Linked DNA regions of Zea mays: regions 1 and 3 are each linked to region 2. Evidence: chromatin contacts called from public Hi-C data. All regions are on one chromosome and are shown on one strand. The core of a region is the stretch at or near the end of the contact, and the rest is flanking DNA. Distances in the headings are between cores, read along the strand shown. Region 1 holds the start of LOC100274470. Region 2 holds the start of LOC103632676. Region 3 holds the start of LOC100193792.

The links. Hi-C and Micro-C count contacts between places; a contact is called where the count stands out from the background.
Region 1: a contact with region 2 is called in a Hi-C map of leaf, with 4 times the contacts expected there. The contact joins the promoter of LOC100274470 here to the promoter of LOC103632676 in region 2. A contact is called at or near these places in 4 of 25 Hi-C or Micro-C datasets (ear, endosperm, leaf and 1 more).
Region 3: a Hi-C map of leaf shows a contact between it and region 2, with 4 times the contacts expected there. The contact joins the promoter of LOC100193792 here to the promoter of LOC103632676 in region 2. A contact is called at or near these places in 4 of 25 Hi-C or Micro-C datasets (ear, endosperm, leaf and 1 more).

The regions. Positions count from the first base shown.
Region 1 is chr7:106,658,125-106,660,824 of Zm-B73-REFERENCE-NAM-5.0, forward strand. LOC100274470 reads right to left here and starts at 1,381. Exons shown (of 7, transcript NM_001148829.1): 1 at 933-1,381. The coding sequence starts at 1,318.
Region 2 is chr7:106,822,967-106,825,666 of Zm-B73-REFERENCE-NAM-5.0, forward strand. It overlaps LOC103632676, which reads right to left and starts at 1,352. Exons shown (of 3, transcript XM_008654424.1): 1 at 1,177-1,352. It also overlaps the pseudogene LOC103632675.
Region 3 is chr7:106,960,107-106,962,806 of Zm-B73-REFERENCE-NAM-5.0, forward strand. It overlaps LOC100193792, which reads right to left and starts at 1,380. Exons shown (of 2, transcript NM_001138877.1): 1 at 552-1,380. The coding sequence starts at 1,304. The coding sequence ends at 555.

The DNA.
Region 1 (2,700 bases), core at 131-2,630, 160 kb before region 2:
AATATCCTACATCTATCATCGGACATACCTTGACATCAAGCTACCTAGGACATTAGAGTTCTCCTTGTTGCTTTCTGTAAAAACTGTTGTTCAGGAATGCATGTCAAGTTATTTAGGACATTAGGGTTCTCCTTGTTGCTTTCTGTCAAAAAATATTATGGGTCCGTTTGGCTGCTGGTAAATGCAGCTGTTGGTGACTGTCAGTACAGTAAATTTGCGAGATGAGGCTGCTGAAGCAGCAGCTGGACAAAAGCATATTACAAGCAGCCAATCAAAAGTACAAAAGCACCTAATTCCTATATAACCAAACTACACACAAGTTTGCTCCATGACCTACAAAACCAATAAGTTCCCAACATGTAAATAAACCAAGTATGGCATACATATGCACTTCCACAAATTTGGGAACATGTCCGGTGTAATTAATCATGTTGGTGCAAGTGTGACTGCTATTTTACATTTAACGATGACTGCTATTTATCAAGCGATCTAGTGCATCCAATCAAAATCCAATGGTGTCTGCTATTTTACATTTAACCCCTTCTAGTTAAAACCTAGTAACTATTTTACATTTGTAACCCCTTCCATATGAAACCATTGAATCTAGATTAGATGTTCTGAATGATTTGAATGCACAATTGCACCAAATGAGTGATTGCAAAGGATATGTCCCCCACAAATTTAGCCACATTTTACTTCAAACTTTTAGGGTAGTCACGAGAAGATCCAAAGCATCATTTTCAGATAGGAGTCAAACTAATCAGCTCACTAAACCCCCATGAACTGATGCAGTTCAACTATGGATCACAGCCAAATGACACACGCACACCACGTTTTCCAACTACCCACTTTGCAGCAGTCACACTGGTGATCAAACAGACAGATCCATCATTCGAACAGAAATCAATCCGAGACAGTGATATCCAGCTCACCTCACATCGACGCCTATGAGCTTAGGCGCGATAACCTCGTTGATGTTGCGCACAGCTTGGAGTACGCCCTTCCCGCCGTATACGGCCTTGTCACCGTCGCGGAGCTCCAGCGCCTCGTAGATCCCCGTGGACGCCCCGCTGGGCACCGCGGAGCGGTGGAGGCGTCCGTCCCCGGCGACGAGGTCGACCTCGACGGTGGGGTTCCCGCGGCTGTCCACGATCTGCCGCGCGCGGATCGATCGCACCGCCTCTGCTCCAGCTGCCGCCTTGGCCGGAGACAAAGCGGTGGAGATCGCCGCGCGGATGGCGACGGCGCGGCGCGATGGAGTTGCGGCGGCGGGGAGGAGGGACTTCGGGGAGGGGAGCACGAGGTGCGGGTGGGCCATGTGTCGGAGGCGGAGGGTGGCGAGCCTGGGAGGAGGACGAGGCGAGGGTTTACTTATATGGCGGCGGGCCACGGTGACGGTGGCGGCGAGGTAGAGGTAGAGGTCGTCGTGCCTTTTTGCTGGGTCGGGCGGAGGCGGCGAGGTGGCATTGGCAAGGGGTTTCGGCGAATAAATTTTTTGAATAAGGCGGGGTTGGTGGAGGCGACGGATCGGAGGTGGCAGGTGGGGCTCGCGTGCCATTGAGAGTCTGCTGCTTTTGCTGGTCGTTGGCCTTTGAGGTGGCGCGTGGCCGGGTGGGTTGGTCTGGCGCAGGCCTAGGCGTGGGAAAAAAATTCCGTGCGAACTGGCCGCAACACACATCACAGTGAAGCGGTCTGGATTGGTTACGCGTGATAATCTTATCGGTTAGGCCTTGTTCGTTTGTGTCGGATTGCACCCGGAATCGTTCTACCTAATCAAAGTTTATATAAATTAGAGAAGCAATCCGGTTCGGAATCATTCCGACCCACCAATCCGGTAGAAACGAACAAGGCCTTAGGCCTTGTTCGTTTCTGTCGGATTGCACCCGGAATCGTTCCAACTAAGGCCTTGTTCGTTTGTGTCGGATTGGTGGGGCGGAACGATTCCTAGCCGGATTGTTTCTCTATTTTATATAAACTTTGATTAGTTGGAACGATTCCGGGTGCAATCCGACGTAAACGAACAAGGTCTAATCAAAGTTTATATAAATTAGAGAAGCAATCCGGTCAGGAATCGTTTCGACCCACTAATCCGGCAGAAACGAACAAGGCATTAGCTGGACAGACACATATAAACCTACGCGCAACGCCACCTTGTCTTCGACTCGGCTCGAGATGTGAAGACTAAAAAGGATCACGGCTCGACGCTTTGGTGTTGGGAGAGATGTGCGGCTGGATTGCAATGTTGCCATAGACTGTTGAGTTCGTGTAGCTGTTAGACGAGATTTGTAAGATGGGAAGCTGGAACGAGGAGGCCTGCCCCATGTCTGAATCTCAGGCCACTAAGCGTTTGATGAAATGACAAAAAGAGTTCTGGCCGAAGAAAAGCAGCAATGTTACAAATATAAAAATAGAATAAACATGAAATTTACCTTGTCATCTAAAATATGGAATGTTTGAGTCCTTATACAAAATAAAAACCAAAGAGTAAAGTCATATATTTTCATTATCTAGCACTCCATCAAAATGTAATTGGCTAATAGCTGATGCAGCATCTTTATCAACTCCAAATAAGAGACTGGTGTATCCTTCTTGTATACTACGAGCATCCATCATAGAAGAAGTCATGTGCATATTAAAACCCGGCATTGTGGCATTAGCATAAGAACCCTGACTTGATGGAATTATCGTAGTTGAAGGTTG
Region 2 (2,700 bases), core at 102-2,601:
TTTTTGGTCCGTTAGATTTAAATCTAATCACAATGTCATATTTAATATTTAAATCCTCCAACCACCACCTCGTGTAGTTTTATAAAAAAGCCTCTAACAAACCACGATTACACATACAATTGGATCTAATCTAACAAACCAAGATGGTTGCTTGTACGCTTGCACCTAATAACTGCTTGCATATTAGTCATTGCCATTCTGCTCACAGGTCCGTACATATGTATTTTTTATTCATATGAACCATTTAAGTTCGGTTTTTCAGTTAAACCGGAAAACAAACCGAATTATACGATTAACCGAAGGTTCGGTTTTTCCTTTTTTAAATAGAATTTCGGTTGATGTTCTTCAGAAACTAAACTTTGAAAAAACCGAAAGAACCGAACCGAAAAACTTCGGTTAACCGACTACCTGGTCCTAGTAACCAAACACCACCAATTATTTCGTCAAACAGCTTCTGAGCCTTCTGTAGATTCTCATCAACAGCCCACTCAGAGATCAGGATGGTTTAGGTTTTCGCCGAGACATCAAACTGAAATGGCGACTGCCTAAAGAATGCCTCGCTCTACCAGGCCATTATGCGATAACATGAAGATCAGGGAATGGAGATCAGCGACCCTCGGCAGGAAAGTAGGAAACCGAACATCTCCAATCTCCATGGCGGAGAAAGCTCGGATGGCATCGTCGCGGGATATCGGATAGCAGAGAGCGCAGAAGCGGAAGAGCCGCGCCCCGCAAGCGAACCGGCGAGAATGAGAAGCGAGCCCAGAAGGTGTGTGAACGGTGAACCCCGGCAGCGCGGCGGCGAAGAGGAAGAACCGGAGGGAGGGCACGGGAAGGTTGCGGCAGCCGCCGCTGCGGACGTGAGGCGTGGCGCGGAGGTCGTGCCCCGGCCCGCGTTAGTTGCTGAGCACACGGCAGAGCGCGCCGACGAGCCGCGGATCGGGGCCCGGGGCCGGATCGGGCCGCGGATCCAGCTGTCCGGCGGGCGAGGCGGAGTAGAAGCCGCACAGGAGGAGAGAACGCGGGCTTCGCGGCACGGCCGCAGCGCGGAGCCTGGCGGCAGATTTCATCTCGCGCCGATGTGGGCGCAGGGGGTTGTTCAGTGGGAGCAGATTCGCGGGTAACGCGAGGATGCACGGGCTCAAAGTTCAAACAAAAAAATAATGGGAGGCTTACCGGGGAAGCACGGATCGTGGAGGAGGAGGGGCTCGCCGGCGGCCGGCGGATGCGGAGTAGATAGCGGTGAGCCGGTGAGCGCGGGTGCGGAGATCGCAGGTAGTGGTTTACGAGTGGAAGACTGGAAGGGGAGGATACGAAGGAGCGGAGAGATTAAAAGAGGCGTAACGAAACTATCGATGGCAAGCGGGCCCAAGTCCGCGTGGGCTGCCGAAAGCGAAGCAGGCAGGGTTTCGAAATTTGTTTGAAGTGAAATGAGTATTGAGTACCCGCGTGGTGGTGTTGGAAGGCCTCCGCCATCACGTTAGTTTTGCCTGGCCCAAGTTCAGAACAAGGACTATTTATTCACGAAATCAAGGTTAATGGCCTATCCATTTAACTATACCACGGGATTACGACGGTATATAAATTATTCGATAAAATATAGTGTCTAATGATTATATAAAAATGAACACATATATTTTTATCGACTTTAATATCTCATATTTTTGTAAATACGTATTGGTACGAGTGAAAATTAACAGCTAGAAAATTTTATGTCCTCTGTATTCACTTTTCCATTTCAGAGCAGAACCATTTTGAACGTCCAAAGTTAATGACATTCCCGTTTTCAAAGGAGGGCATTTAAGTTCACAATAAACCCGATTGTTGGGGTCTTACTCTTATGAAGGTCCTAAAAAACACAGTTAACCATTTAAAAACTTCGGTACAACACAAGAGGAGCAAAGCAGGCTTTGTCCAACAGGCTTCATCATGGCGAAGCGGGTAGACAACGTGGCTTCAGCATAACGAAAAGAAAGTACAACGAAACACGCTTCATCAAGCAGGCTTCGTCACGACGAAACAATGAGATGATGCAAGGAGAAGGTGTTGCTCAAGTTATTAAATACAAATAGTGATGTTGTCCTTATGACATCTTGTAAACTCTGTATATAACTATTGAGGGCATAAATGTAATAGCGTAGTACTCCCGTACCGTTCACGCTGGATGGTAATTGCTCTCGCGTCATCGCCTTCGAACAAGTCGAAGGTATCAATGTAATATAAAATCTGATAATGTTGATATATTTGTCAAGGAATAAATATATGAATGGATAATACATCTCGTGTGTATAACATAACCTCTTATTTCTTATGAATTGTGGAGACGTTTTCTTCATGACCTTCGTCTGAAGATCATTATATCCGAGAGAAGATAATGTTTCGAAGGACGAAGGTCCTTAATGTTTAACAATTTTGTTGCCTTGTTCTTGATCCACAGCATTTGAGAACAAGTGACCAACACTGATGATAATAGCATAAATGCAAAATCACAGGACCTTCAGCAAGTGAACCTCAGGTGTTTTCCTCCTGATTTGGACCAGCTGATGAAACAGACATAGTTTCATCTAGCTCTTTAATTAGTTCTCAACTGCCATTTAGGTGTCTCTTTGATTGCATTTTTTATCGTCCTTCATCTGTATTTTTAGATGTCATCTCTATTATTTTTCCAGCTGGTTCTCTAGTTGGTGCATCATTTATTTT
Region 3 (2,700 bases), core at 130-2,629, 140 kb after region 2:
GAAAAGCTGGATGTTTGATAGTCCAGAGTACCTTTTGGTGGCCAGAAGCTGAAAAAGCCCAAACAAACAGTGCCTCAGAAGGAAGAACCATCCATTTTTTTCCCTTTCCTTACGACAAGCTAGCACTATAAACATATCATATGTCCTCATAATATCATAAAACAAATGCCATTAGGCACGGTATCTATTAGAGTAAAGTGGTGACTGTGAGTAAGTGATATACAATTATGCAACTCAGTAAATATCATTCATTGCAAGCTACAAATGTAATGCAGGAGTTAAGGAAAGCTTCTTGTAAAGCATTTAGAAGTAGATTTTGGTATCACCGCTGTAAGACAAAAGAAACTAGTAGCAGGTTGTTTCACTAAGGATTCTTCCATCCTGATTAGTCCACTGTAATACAATCGCCATAAATCTCCTAGTTGATCGCACACTACCATGTCAATTGCTAAATCGGCGAAGAATCAGTATCAAGTTTAGAAGTTCCTACTTAAACAGAGCACTAAATGTAAATAGATCACAGAGAAGCGAGAACAAGAAGATTATCTCACCTCTCAGTCCGCTCCAGCGCTGCTGCCACCGCCGAGCGGGTAGGACACGAGCTCCCTAACGGTGGCCCCGACCTCGACGAGCGCGATGTCCATCCCGTACCCGGAGACGGGAAGCAGCTTGAGCTCTCGGAGCACGCAGAAGGCCTCCGCCATGCGGCCGCGGGGCACGTCGACGGCGACGGCGCACCGCGGTAGCCAGTGGTCGGGCCGGAACGCGTCGGGGACCTCGACGCCAGCGTCCTTCCGCAGCAGCTCGCAGAGCTGCGCATGGAGGCCGAGCAGCGCGGCGGTTGGAGTGGGCGCGAGGAAGAGAACGTTGTCGTGCGGGGAGGAGGAGGCGGAGGCTGGGAGCGCGGCGAGCGAGGAGAGCGCGAGCGCGAGCGGGTCGAGGCGCGACGCGAGCGCGCGGAGCGAGGGTGCGAGGCGGAGGAGCGGATCCCCGCCCGCGCCGGTGCCAGGAGGCGGGAGCGCGGCGGCGGGGAGGTGGAGCAGCGGGAGGTGCGGGCGGGCGGCAGCGTCGATGAGGCGGCTGCCTAGCTGCCGCCGCGCCAGCGCGTTCCACGCTTTGAGCACCTGGTTCTCCAGCGCCGGGTCGAAATAGAGCTCCACGGCGTAGTAGAATCCGGTCGCGAAGGTAGATGGCGGAGGCGGGGCAGCCCGGGGCGTGCCCGGAGGAGTCGTCGAGACGGCGGGGGCCGAGGGGCAGCCGCCGCCGCCGGCCCCGGCTGCGGAGGGCACGGTGCCTTGCGCCATCGGGGATGGATTCGGGATTCCGACGGGGGGGGGCGGTGGGGAGGGGCTGGGGTTTTTCGACACGAATCGATCGAGGAATTCGGAGGAGAGAGATCTCGTCACGAATCGAGTCGGGGGGTAGATGACTCCGCTCCGGACTCACTGTAGTGCACGGTGTAGTGGTGTACCGTGCACGCTTTGGCCTCGCTCTGCCTCTGCTGCGGACTACGGTCCAGTGGGGAGTCACTGAGAAGTGGGGCGGCATGTTGCGGTGGACTGGTGGTAAACGACGGGACCAACTGCTGAACACAAAGGAATTGATGGACATGTTCCCAATTTTGATTAGGAACGCGTAGCCATATTTAGGCCGTTTGCAGGATTCTATTCAAAGTTTACCAAAACAATATTGTTTTACTGTACTGTTCGCATAGTAGAGTTTGAATATGAGTATAGGTATAGATAAGCTGCTAGAGATAGCTATAGATAACAGCCCGGGCTGAGCCAGCTCGCTTAGATTCAGTGTAGCTCGGCGAGACGAGGCTCATGAGCTTACAACCAGCCGAGTCGAGCCGATTTTTTTAGCTCGAAAATTCCTCAGACCGAGTCGACCCAGCTAGCGTGGCACGTGCGCGTGCGGCCCAACTTTTCAAATTCAACGACGTCAACAGAGTAATCGAGCAAGTCTCGTAGTCACAGCCATCCGTACGATGAGAACTGAGACGTGCTTGTTGGGCACTGACACAAGCGGACACGCTATCACGTGGATCCAAACACTTAGAAAGCAAGTGAGATCTCAGGTGCGCGACAAGACAAATAGTAGGAAATTGTAGCTTCTGGACCCATGTGAAGTCCTTGGCACCTCGCATCACCTTTAGAAATGATAGGCTTCGCTTGACTGACTTCGAGATGAATCTGTTCACAGCTGCGATGTGGTCGGTTAGCTTTTGGACCTCTTTCATTGTATGTGGCGGATGCATTTCTACTATGGCCCTGATTTTATTAGGGTTCACCTCAATGGCTTTCCTTGATACTATGTAGCCCAGAACTCAGCCCCTGTGGATGCCGAAGATACATTTTTTGGGTTGAGCCAGAGTCTGGCCTCTCTCATGTTAGAGAAAGTCTCTACCAAGTCTGACAGCTGATCAGCTTTTCTTTTGATTGCGACGACAATGTCGTTGACGTAGGTGAAGATGTTTCTGTCAACCTGGTCCTTGAGTATTATAGACTGCGTGAGGCGGGAGAAAGTGGACCCGGTGTTTTTGAGGCCTTTGGGCATCCTCACAAAACAATAGGTGCTGAAGGGGTGACGAAACTAGCATTCAGCTTGTCCTCTTCGCTGAGGGATATTTGGTGGTAGCCTAAGAAACAATCAAGGAGGGACATGACTTCACAGACTGCTGCCGAGTCGACTATCTTG